Regions from separate parts of the Mus musculus genome. Here regions 2 and 3 are each linked to region 1. Evidence: chromatin contacts called from public HiChIP or PLAC-seq and promoter capture Hi-C data. All regions are on one chromosome and are shown on one strand. Each heading gives the region's core, a stretch centred on a gene start, on an enhancer-like site or on the middle of the called end of the contact. The rest is flanking DNA. Distances are from core to core; before and after follow the strand shown. Region 1 overlaps Wnk1 (WNK lysine deficient protein kinase 1). Region 2 overlaps Wnt5b (wingless-type MMTV integration site family, member 5B). Region 3 holds the start of Wnt5b (wingless-type MMTV integration site family, member 5B).

Evidence for each region. Promoter capture Hi-C pulls out the DNA fragments that hold promoters and counts their contacts. HiChIP or PLAC-seq counts read pairs in DNA pulled down with a chosen protein or histone mark.
Region 2: an H3K27ac HiChIP or PLAC-seq map of large pre-B cells shows a contact between it and region 1, with 6 times the contacts expected there. The contact joins two enhancer-like sites. A contact is called at or near these places in 1 of 115 datasets of contacts at active chromatin or transcription factors (large pre-B cells) and 2 of 9 other capture datasets (adipose tissue and embryonic stem cells).
Region 3: a promoter capture Hi-C map of liver shows a contact between it and region 1, with 4 times the contacts expected there. The contact joins the promoter of Wnt5b here to the enhancer-like site in region 1. A contact is called at or near these places in 9 of 39 promoter capture datasets (the 3T3-L1 cell line, the C10 cell line, cranial neural crest and 4 more), 2 of 115 datasets of contacts at active chromatin or transcription factors (the 230-238 cell line and large pre-B cells) and 4 of 9 other capture datasets (adipose tissue, embryonic stem cells, liver and 1 more).

The regions. Positions count from the first base shown.
Region 1 is chr6:119,943,280-119,947,321 of GRCm38.p6, reverse strand. Wnk1 (WNK lysine deficient protein kinase 1) reads left to right here. Exons shown (of 28, transcript NM_001199084.1): 20 at 1,002-1,085; 21 at 2,538-2,621; 22 at 3,456-3,516. Among named protein-coding and RNA genes, the nearest start is that of Rad52, 43 kb to the right of the region's middle. Within about 2 kb of position 1,856, at least 2 of the 459 cell types and tissues checked have an H3K27ac peak or open chromatin away from gene starts, as enhancers often do.
Region 2 is chr6:119,441,742-119,445,783 of GRCm38.p6, reverse strand. The region is part of intron 3 of Wnt5b (wingless-type MMTV integration site family, member 5B); the gene reads left to right. Among named protein-coding and RNA genes, the nearest start is that of Gm40397, 24 kb to the left of the region's middle. Within about 2 kb of position 2,088, at least 61 of the 459 cell types and tissues checked have an H3K27ac peak or open chromatin away from gene starts, as enhancers often do.
Region 3 is chr6:119,542,692-119,546,733 of GRCm38.p6, reverse strand. Wnt5b (wingless-type MMTV integration site family, member 5B) reads left to right here and starts at 2,387. Exons shown (of 5, transcript NM_009525.3): 1 at 2,387-2,753. It overlaps Gm52875, which reads right to left. Exons shown (of 2, transcript XM_030255703.1): 2 at 2,387-3,487. The coding sequence starts at 3,186. The coding sequence ends at 2,470.

The sequences.
Region 1 (4,042 bases), core at 607-3,106:
TCTACGGGATTGGTAGATATTAAAGAATTCTACATCCCAAAAAGGAGCAAAATGTATTGACCAATAAAGGAATATTTTATCATCTTTTAGTTGAGAATGAATATTCCTTATTGTAGATTCCTTTGATAAAAATTGGGAGTTAATAAAAAGTTGAAGTTGGGCTGGAGAGATGGCTAAGCAGTTAACTTCTAGAGGTCCTGAGTTCGATTCCTAGAACCACGTGTTGGCTCATAGCCATCTGTAATGGGGTCTGATGCCCTCTTCTGGTGTGTCTGAAGAGAGTGACAGTGTACTCGTAAACAATAAATAAAGTTGGAAGTTGATAAAAGTGATTGAAAATGAAAGAGGAAATAATAGCATTCTAGAAATCCAATAAACAGAAACTATTTAATTGTGCTGTTGCAGATGTCCTCTCATTCTGATATCTTCATCCTCTTTCTGTGCCAATAGAATAATATAATTTTATGCCTTTGTTATCAGTCATGACCTTTGTTTATTTCTAAATCTGCTTGTTTTCTTTGAAATGTCTTATTTATCTCATATGAGCAACTTCAAAAATTTGTTGGTGGCTCTTTTTTTGGCACTTGATGCCTGGTGCCCAACAAAGTCAGAAAAGGGCATCAAATCCCCTAGAACTGGAGTTTTGAGCCACAATGTTGATTCTGGGAACAAAACTTGGGTTCTCTATAAGAGCAGCTAGTGCTCTTAACTGCTGAGCTGTCTCTTCAGCCCCTAACTGTACTCTTATCTGTCTACTTAAAAATTTTGTTCTTTTTGTTTCCCTTCTCATTGCATTTTATCATTTGTTTCATAGTTGTTTGATTGTAACTGTCATACTAGTGTCTTTGGTATGTTGTCCTTTAAAACAGACTGAAAAGTGTAATTTAAATGCTATAAGTAGACACATTTTAGTATCGTTCTGCTTTTAAATTAATTTTTTCTTAGTATATATTTTTTACCAATGGTAGCTCATAGACTTGAATTTTCCTTCATTATTATAGGTGCCACCAGTGGGTACTGAACTTTCAGCCGGTACTGTACCCTGTGAGCAGCTGCCACCTTTTCCTGGACCTTCTCTAATTCAGGTGCCAGTAACTTAATAAATTATTTTCTTCACCAGAAAAGCCCCTGCTTTTCTTCACCAAATTTGTGTAAATTCTCCATTGTGTTATTTATCTTGGCTTCTAGATCATTCTGGCTATGAATTAGTAATAACATTCTTGTAAACTTTTCTTGGCAGGCCTGGCATGGTGGCACTTGCCTTTAATCCCAACGTTTAAGGTGGTGTGTTAGTTTCAGGCCATCCAGGGCTACATAGTAAGACCCTGCCTCAAACAAAGAAGTTAATAATAAACTGTATCTGGCTATACTAGTCAGATGGTGAGCTCTGGATTAAAATGAGACACCCTGCCTCTATATAAGGTAGAAAGCAATCAAAGAAGACACTCAAGCTTCTACACACACAGTGTATATAAGTGTGGCCCACCACAGCACCACAGACACACAAATAAAATGAAACTTAAAAAGAGAAAAAAAAAAGTAAAGCTGAGCTTCTAAGCCATTGTAGAAATAAAAGTTGTACATATTTCACTCTTTGTTCCTGAATCAGAAAAAAAACGACCCATAAGTCTGCATTCTTGAAATCTTTAGAACCCCCTCCCCCGAGGAAGAAGAAGAACATCAAGAGTTCTTCCTCACTCTTCCTTAAAACTCTGTTCACTATGTTTTAAGAAAGAAAGGAACCCATGAACCAGGCCTTGTAGAAAAATAATTTTACCACTTGGGTAGGTCAAGAAAAAGAATGTAGGTATGAGAACAGCTGGCCATTCCCAGAGGGAGAAGAGAGGAAACCACATGGTAACTGGTACAGCTTTCCTCTGGTGTTTACCATTTTTTTTCACTAGTGAAATGGTTGAAGTACGGCATGGTCATACTTAACAATATTTAAGTTACTCTTTTTTCCTACTACCATTACCACTGCATTTAATTGCATTCTCATCAAGAAAGCAGTTCTGAGCCCATTGTAAACATGAAAAAAGTTCTGAAATGAAAACAACAAATAAATTTGAAATGATATTTGTAATTCTTTCTTAAATTATGTTTAAGAAAAGCATGACAGATTGCTTACATGAGAAGCCCGTTATGCATTTATCCCTACTTATTTGATCCTAATTTTCATTTGAACATGATAGGATAAGTAACATGCCACAAGTTAACATATGAATGTGGGTATATAATTTAACAATAGATTCTGATATACTTTCCAGAATGTATTTTCATAGAGAAACCAGTAAAGTCACTAACATTAAACATAGAAGATAGAATGATTCTGAAACTACAAAAGCATAAATGTACTTGGATTGTCCTAAGGATTGATAGACTGACAACTTGATAGATAATATTACTTCATTATACTGGTTTTATATTCAGTATTAGAACAAATGTGATTTAGAGCATAAAATGATGTAATCTGTATAATTAGCTATATATAGTGACACTGAAGGTGCTAAACAACTTACAGTACTGTTTTTGCTTAGTCCCAGCAACCACTAGAAGATCTTGATGCTCAGTTGAGAAGAACACTTAGTCCAGAGACTATTACAGTGGCACCTGCAGTTGGTGTAAGTTTTTAAATGGCGATCAAAAACAAACAAAAAGCCTCTTAAGATTGTCTTCTAGCATAAACTATCATCTAGGTGATTATTACCTTAATTCAGAGTCCTTGTCAGCAAAATGACACAGATTTAAAAGAGTAACTATGGAAAAAGATATCAGAGATGCTTGTTGTTTTATTTATTTTCCTCTCAGCAAATTATATTGTAGCTCAAGCTTACGATTTTGTGCTTTGGAAAAGGTTAATCCTCTATGACAATATTTTTATTAGAACTACGGTCCAGTCAGCTAGTGGACGCCTATCTCTGTGAGTTCAAGGTCAGCCTGGTCTACAGATAAAGTTTCAGGGCAGCCAAGGCTAAACAGAGAAACCTGCTTTAAAAAAAAAAAAATTCCCTAATAAGTATCTAAGCTAAACTATTTAAATATCTTGTGAGAGGCACTGAAAAGATGGCTTAACAAGTAAGTACATGTGCTGCTCTTGGAAAAGACCAGAGTTCAGTTCCTGGCACCCCAACTCTAGCAGCTCACAACTGCTTGTAATTCAACCTTCAGGGAATCAAATGCATTTTTCTAGCCTCTTCTGGCACCTGTATACATATACATGAATAAAAATAATTTTAAATTTTTTTGTGCTGAAAACTAACAGAATAGTAAAGAAGTTTTGTTTTGTTTTCCTAAAAGCTGCCTTTCTTTATCAAAACTTTAGGTTGTAAAAGAAAAAAGGAGAGGGAAAAAACCCCACTACATTTTTTGTCCATTTTACATAGATGAAAGGTAGCAAAAGTTGTCAGAATGATGAAAACTGAAGAGTCTGTGGTCTCTGTGTATGTGTTTTGCAGCCTTTGTCTACGATGTCTTCAACAACAGTTACAGAAGCAGGGACTCGGCTTCAAAAGGATGGTGAGATGCCTCCTTCTTCCTTTTGCTTTACTGAACCCAGATCTACCTGTAAATGATAATACAGTTTACTACTTAAAGGACACATTGTTGCACTTTTGACTTATATATAAGGATGTTTCATGACTGAAGAACATTGCTAAGTAATTTCTAAAGTAGGAAATATTAGTGGACTAATGAGTCTTGAATGATTATATTGGGGTGAAGAGTTACATGTAATAAGCATTGTGTTATTTTATAAAATTAGATCCATTGTTATTATTAAAAAACAATTTACAAGCCCAGGTGTGGTGGTGTGTCGCAGCAGAGGCAGGATAATTCTGAGTGGAAGACCAGACTGAGCAATATAACTAAAGCAAGCTTAGCTACATAGCTGTACACTGTCTCAAGCGGGGAAAAGGCTAGGAGTAGTCAGTTTACAGATAACTATTAATGATTTGTAGCACTGACTATATAGAAATATAGTTTATCTGGAAGAGCCTGTACATAACATTTGTTTATTGATAAAATTTAAGGTAAATTTATCAGT
Region 2 (4,042 bases), core at 839-3,338, 500 kb after region 1:
GATGGAGGTGTGAGTTGAGTCTAATTGTCTTAGGTCCTTTTGAAATGCAATTCTCCCCTCCCTGGCAAGAAATTGAGAAACCAGGCTGGGTTCTTATCTCCAGGACCATAAAAGGAAGGTGTTGGTAGTCTTGTCTCCCAAATTGTCCCTGGGCAGTGCCCCACTACTCTGCATTCTGGAGGTAGCTTCAGATAGGGCCTTCCCAAAGTAGGATTCCAGAAAGGTTGTTTAGGGTAGGGGATGGGTAGAGATTTTGACGTATTCTATTAGGACCCTGACACACAGATCTTTCCCTAGGCTCAAACTGAAAAATGAAAACAAGGGGTGTCTGCTTTGAACCCTGCCATTGCCTTTGGGATCAGCCCTGGCTATGAAGAAGGCATGAGCCAGTGTTCCGGGATGCCCTGAGGGGCAGTTTCCCCAGAAAAGCTGACTTGGGGTTTGGTGGATTTACTTAGCAATTCTTCAGGGATTCTCTTCACACACATCCCTCTCCTTGGCACAGTACCTATCCTGCTTAAGCAGTTTTGAGTAAGACCATGAGACTGGTCCAGGTGGGGCATAGCATCCTTCTTGGCCTGTTTCCCGTTATTCAAGGAATGAATGCTGGACAGACAGGCTAGCAAGATGACTCTGTCTGAAAACTTGCTTGCCCTGCCAGCGTGAGGACCCAATTTGATCTCCAGCACCCACACAAAAGGCACGAAGACCTAAATTCAGTCCCCAGCACTCACATAGAGAGACGGTGCGGTGATGCATGCTTGTAATCCCAACATTGGAGACGCAGAGACAGGTTGGCAGCCCACCCAGCTAAATCTGCGAGCCCCAGGTCCTTGTCTCAGAAAATAAGGAGGGCAGCTTCTGAGGAACAGCACACAGTGGGGTGAGGCAGTGTGGTGGGGAGCTGTACTGGGTGAATTCAAGATTGCCAACACCTTCTTTTTATTGTCTCGGAATAAGACCCAGTAGAATAGGGACTGGTTTGTCAAGGACTTCTGACTTCCACTGAGGGAATGTACATGCATCCACATGCATTGCACACACCTGAACATGCACAGTGGGGGGTGGGTGGTAGATACTGCTGAGTCTGATTGCATAGTGGATGGCTTGTTCAGGGCAGGGCTATTGGTCCATCTGGTTTTCGCCACTCTTAGTTGTTGTTGTTGTGTTTGTTTCTCTTTGTTTATTGTTTTAAGACAGAGTCTCTCTACACAACCCTGCATGTCCTGGAGATTTCTCTGTAGACCAGGCTGGGCTTGAACTCACAGAGATCTGCCTACCTCAGCCTCTCTAGTACTGGGATTAAAGGCATGTATCACATGCCCTGACTCCCACTTCTTTTTCTATAGCTTCCCTGAAGCCTCTCTATGTCTGAGAAGCCATGTCCTGGGGTAGCTCCTGCTAGGATCCTGGTGTCAAAAGGGCTTCCTTCTTCTGAAAGCTGCAGCACAAGTCATCCACCAGCAGAGGGCAGCAGAGCAGCTCAGAAGAGCAGCCTGGCTTCCAAAGCCTCTGCCCAGTGCTATGGCTTGCTAGCTTCATATCTTTGAGATGGTTTGGTTTTTCCTTTCATGTGTGACTGTTTCACGTCCAGATACCCTCCAAACACCCAACGCACACACACACACACACACACACACACAGAGTTTATCTAACCTGCAGTGGGGAACTGGTCCTTGCAGGAGATTTCTATGCAAGAATCTCTTTACCCCCCCACCCCCCCCCCCCAAAAGAATCTCTTACCCAAGACCCACGTGCTGCCCTGTGCAGTTGGCGCTGCACCCTCAGAGTCTGGCCACGCCCCTCCAGCAGAGGCAGAGCTGGTCCAGTGTGCTGAAGGACACTTTCAGATCCCAAGTCACCGGAAGTCAGTGTGTGGCACCTGGTTTATTATATTTAGAGACGGGCACATGGTTTCAAAAGGTATTTGGGGAGGGCTGATTAACTCAGAAGCACATTTACTAAAGACGGGTGGAAGAAATAAGTCAGGCATATGCGAGTTGGGAACGGAACACGTAAAAGGCATGTTTCTTGTTTTCAAACACTGGAGAGCTGACAAATGGAAGGGGATTAGGCAGAGCTGCTCCAGCAGGCAGAAGTTAGTTACAAGGAGGCGTATTTTGGTTTCATGTGAGGAGGAACTTTCTAGTGATAGAATCGTGGGGGAAAGAGAGAGAATGAATGATGAATGAGCTGCCCTGAGAGGCCAGCGCTTTCCTGAGGAGCACTAGGAGCCGAATTGCGTGGAGAAGGGAAAGAGACCCAGTGCTGGGGGTCTGCGGCTCCACCCTGCTCCAGGTGGCATGTTGGGAGCTGAGAGCATTTCTGAAAGGCTTTATAGAAATGACTCACTTCTTTTGGTATAGCATTGGAAATGTAAATGAGCTAAATACCTAATAAAAAATGAAAAAAAAAAAAAAAAAAAGAAATGACTCCCTTAGAGTACGGCCCAGCCTGCTTCCTTAAGAGCATATAATGGGCTGCAGAGATGGCTCAGCGGTTAAGAGCAGTGACTGCTCTTCCAGGGGTCCTGAGTTCAAGTCCCAGCAACCACATGGTGGCTCGCAAACATCTGTAATGGGATTCAGTGCCCTCTTCTGGTGCGTCTGAAGACAGCTACAATGTACTCATAGTAAATAAATCAATAAATCAATAAATCAATAAATCTGAAGACAGCTACAATGTACTCATAATAAACAAACAAACAAACAAACAAATCTTTAAAAAGAAAAAAGGAAGAAAGAACACATAAAGCTCTTTCAGAGGACCCAATTTCAGTTCCCAGCTCCTACATTAGGCTGACCTTTAACTACCTATAACTCCAGCTCCAGGAGATCCAGCGCCCTCTTCTGGCCTCTGGAGGCACTGCACACACATGCATATTTCCCTAAAAAGACATAAATAAATATATAATTAAAAAAAAAAAGTCAGCCGGGCGTGGTGGTGCACGCCTTTAATCCCAGCACTAGGGAGGCAGAGGCAGGGGGATTTCTGAGTTCGAGGCCAGCCTGGTCTACAAAGTGAGCTCCAGGACAGCCAGGGCTATACAGAGAAACCCTGTCTCGAAAAAACAAAAAAACAAAACAAAAACAAAAACAAAAAACAATGAATGTGGGGATACTAAATAGTCCAAGAAGCTCTTTCAAAGCAAAATGACATTTTGTTTGTTTTGTTTTTTTTGTTTTTTCGAGACAGGGTTTCTCTGTATACTGTATAGCCCTGGCTGTCCTGGAGCTCACTTTGTAGACCAGGCTGGCCTCGAACTCAGAAATCCCCCTGCCTCTGCCTCCCTAGTGCTGGGATTAAAGGCGTGCGCCACCACGCCCGGCTCCCACATTCATTGTTACAGTCAGCACCAAGGCAAGGGTCAACCGTAGCAGCTAGATCACAGTGGAGCCTCCGACTACTAGTTAGAGGTTTCGTGGGCTGCTCCTGTTAACAAAAGACCAGAGTGGATTTGCTGTTAGTTGTGAAAAGCAGTGTGGTCTGATTTCTGACATCACTGTGTGGTGCCATGGTAATCAAGAAGTAGAGCTCACTCCAGTCCTTTCCTTTAAGACTCAGTTTATTGTTTACTTGTGTGTGTGTGTGTGTGTGTGTGTGCCTATTTATGTGTGTCCAGAAGCTAGAGGGAGTCATTGGATCGATCCTCTGGGGCTGGAGTCACGGGAGGTCGTGAGTCACCAGACACGGGTGCTGGGAAACAAACTCTAGCCTTCCCCAAGAGCAGCAAATACACTTAACTGTGGAGCCTCCCCCCCTACCCCACCCCCAGCCTTCAGACCTTGTAATTCTGTCTGTCCATCCTCTGGGACAGCCTATGGTGTCTCCTTCCCATTGTAGAAGCATGGGACAGTCACAGACGGAAGACAGAAGATTCTACCTGGTACAATAACAAATGCAGGAGATGGCTGTGACCTGCCAACAACAACTGCTTCCTCAATATCTGATCCCACTCAAGTGTCTTTGTTATGTTAAAACAGCTTTAAGGGATACCATTCATTGTCGTATACAATTCACCACTTAAAAGCACACAGGTCAG
Region 3 (4,042 bases), core at 1,138-3,637, 400 kb after region 1:
TTCTGAAGACAGTCCCTTCAGTAATCAGAGCTGAGGTCACTGAAATTCCTGTAGGACCAACTATTTTTTCCTAGTTTTCCCAGGCTTGCCTTCCTTTCCCTCCCATCTGCCCACTCTCTCCCCTTCTCTCCTTCCCTTCATTTATGTATTTATTTATGTATCTACTTATTTATTTTGGTTTTTCAAAATAGGTTTCTCTGTGTAGCCCTGGCTATCCTGGAACTCATCCTATAGACCAGTCTGCTCCCAAACTCATAGAAATCTGCCTGCCTCTGCCTCTGAGTGTTGGGATTAAAGGCATGCACCACCAAAGCCCAGCTGTTGTTGATGCTTCCTCTTCCTTCTCTTCCTCCCCCTCTTTCTCCTCTTCTCCTTCCTCCTCCTCTCCTTCCTGCTCCTCTTCCTCCTCCTCCTTTTCCTCCTCCTCCTCCTCCTCCTTTTGATGTAGGACCTCACTGTGTAGTCCATGCCGATGACAAACTTCTTGTCCTTCCTTCTTTTTCTTTATTATTTTATATTATTATTTGGTTGTTTTGAGACAGGGTCTCACTCTGTAGTGCGTCTGGTCATCATGGCAAGGCTGGAGGTGGCTGGCTACATTACATCTGTGGTCAAGAAGTGGACAGCGATAGATACTCATGTCCAACTGGCTATCTCCTACTCATTCCATCATTTAGTGGGCATCTTTCCCCTCAACTAACCAGCCTAGAAAAATCATCCAAAGACATGCCCAGAAATTTGTCTCCAAGGCAATACTAGATCCTGCCAGATTGCCAATCAATCTAAAGCAGACCTTCTTGCCAGCCTCTGGAGCACAGGTTCTGTATAGACCTCGCTAGCTCACGGCCCAGGCTATGCAGCCTGCTCATGATATGCATCTTAGCTGAGCAAGGGCTTCCCACAGGGCCACTATCTGATGTATCTTGGACAAAGGAGGGAAGGAGGGATGTGCTGGCTGCTGGCTGAGTTGCTTCTCTCACGCTGTCAGCGAGGGGCAGGCAGAGCAAAATGACCCTGGGCGAGCATGAGCATTCTAGGGGTCCACCTCCCCACATCCTGTTTCTCTAGACTTTAAACTTCCGGATGGTGAGAGCTCACGGATTGAACCCCAGGCAGCATTCAGGTTTTGTTCCCAGGTGGCCTTCTGGAGTGATTACAACCTCCAGGTTTTCCCTGAAACTTCCACAAAGCCAGAAGCCCAGAACGAATGATTCACTAGAGGGAAATACTGGAGCCAATTATAAACTGACAAAGCCAACTCAGAGATTTTGTGCTTGTTTTAGATGGCTCTCCCCTTGTCCCATGTGTCCCCAAGGATAAAGCCCTTGAACTGGACTCCCTGAGAGGGCAGGGTCCTATAATTATCATAAGGCATTGATTTACTGGCTGGACCAGATCTTGTAAACCACGCTCACTTCCAAGTGAGAAAAGTCCCGGAGTACCTGGGCTGCTGCCACCCCAATTCCAAGAGCCTTTCTTTCCAATTAAGGGATCATTTGATGAAAATATCCCTTAACTCTTCCTATTGTGACCCCTGAGAACAACAGCTCCTTACACCTCCTCAGTGTGATGAGTTCCTTGTCTTTTTAATGCCCAGAAGGGGGATTCTGTCCCCTTCTTTGGTTTCTAGGTCAAAAGTACAGTGTCTTTGATTATTACTGCTGGTTCCTTCCCCTCACCGAACTGAATTTCGAGGGAATTTCTTTAGCAGGGTGACAAACTCACAACCTGCAGAATGGATTCAGATCATGTGCTCGTGGTGGGCACCATGTAACCAGGATCTGGAACAGGGTTCTGCCACCAGCTGGAGGCCTGGACTCCCCAAAGCCTCTTCTAATTCCTTTCACCTTTTCCGGTTCCTTGGGCAGCTCACTGTGGTGTTCTGTGAGGAAACAGACTAACAGACTATAGGAACCGCCATAAAAGTGTTTAAATTCTGCCCTGAGCTAAGGCCAAACACTGGCCTCTAGTGACCTTTGCAGGCTACTAACGGTAGGGTCCTTTTATGTGCCTCATGTTTATCCGGAGACTAACTGGGCCCTAAGTCCTGACAGAAGCCTTTCCCGCTAGAACAATCCAGGCATCAGAGTCCCAGTCTGAGACCTGCCTGTGTGGGTCCGGACCGGGGTTTGCAGAGTGGAAATAGCTCCCGGGTCGCTTCGCAGCTCCGGACTCCAAAGGGTGTCACCAAAAGGTGAGTCACGCGTCCGCGCTCCACGTCCACGCGCGGTTGCAGTGCTCTGTCCCCGCAGAGTCTGCGGGACAGTGGGCGCGGAGGGGCGCGGAAGGCAGGTGCGGGGGCCGGTCCGGCTCCGGGGAGGAGCCCTCCGGAGCTGGGCGTCGCGCGCGGCCGCGGGCTGCGGGGGGCGGGGAGGCGGCGCGGGGCGGGGCGGGGCGCAGGCGGCGGAGCCCCGGGATCGCGCGCCCCGCGCCGGCGCTGCACTCGAGCCGTGGCCGCCAACGGTGCCGCTAAGTCGGGGCCGAAACTTCTCGGGGTCCCGCGCTCCAGGCCGGTGGCGCTAGCGGCGCCTGAAGGGACGGTGGGGACAACGCGTCTCCCCGGACCCCGAGACCGCGCAGCCTGCGGCCGAGTCGGAGCTCCGGGCGCCCAGCGCCCATCAGGGCGGACCGGGCACTCCGGGCGGGCAGGCTCCGGCCGCGGATGAGGAGTGCGGGGCGGCTGCGCGAGCGGCCCGCGCGCTGAGCCGAGGCTGCCCCGTCCCGTGGACGACCCGACGCCGCAGCCCCCGCAGGTAAGCTCGGGAGTCGGCCCCGCGCCGGCCGAGGGCGCTGTGTGGCCAGGTGGCGGGAAAGGGGCGCGCGGCGACGGGCTCCGCGGGCCGTTGCGAACAAAGCTGGGGCCGCGCGCGGGTGCCTGGCGCGGGCAGGTGGGGCGCGAGCGTCCAGGGGCTCTGCGCTCGTACGGCGCCTGGCCCGGAGCGGGACTGGCCCCCGGGGCGCTGCGCGTCGCCTCCGCGAAGCGGGGAACCCGGAGCTGCTCCGCTTTTCCTGGCTCGCCGGGGCCCAGCTGCAGTTTTGCGCGCGACGAACGGCGCGGAGTGTCTCCGACAGGTACTGCGAAGGGATGACTTTAGCCCAAGTTCCTGTCCCAGGCCACCGCGGGTCACACACTGGAGACGTGGTGCTGTCTGGTTCTCGACTGCTCCTCTGCATCTCTCTGTCCATCCTCGCGGGGCGCCTCAGAGGGTATCTGGCCCAACACTCTGGTCAGACCCAACTTTCTTGGGTATTTGCATCCTCACAAGTCATTGTTGAACACTGCTCACTTTGCTTCTAGAACGATCGGTTCTGTTTTGCAGGCAGAGAAACTGAAGTGGCTCAAGCCCAGGGTGAGTTGCACAGTGAATCGATGGAGGAGGAAACGTTTGTCCCCATAACCAAGGTCCCTTTTCAATGCTTTTGCACTGCCAGGCCACGTTGGCAAAGCTTTCAGCAGCTGCCACCTTGAGCAGTTTCAGCCTGGTACCTGGAAGAAAAAAAGACCCAGGGTCAAGTTAGCAGTCTCCTCAACTACTCAGGCCACCTCAGAGAAAGGCTCCCATTTGCCAGAACTTTGGTGTTCTGGCTGTCAATATAGGAACAGAGATAGCAAGCAAGCAGGGGCTCACTCCTTGCCAGAGATCAGCACTTAGGCAGGTCCATGTGGACATATTAGGGTTTCTCTTTTGTGACTGGCCAGACAGCACAGGCCCGAGTAGTAGGTACACTCCCAGAAAGCTGGACCATCTTCCCCTGAGCCACTGTTCCTGCGTGGATTCATTCCGGAGGAGAGCCTGCCTATTTATCAAAGATGAGGCCCTGATCTCAGGCCCAGGCTGGAGATGGCCCTGATCTCAGGTCCAGCAGCCACAGGCCTGACCTAGTAAAAACCCCACCTTGGTGCAAGGCTGGGTGGGGAAGGCTGCAGGATGGTTTCCTTTTATTTCAAAATAGTATCACATCTCTCTTTGACACATGATTGGTAGCTATAACTAGCAAGGAGGAGGGGCAAAAAACAATGCCCAGAGACACTGGGGGCCAG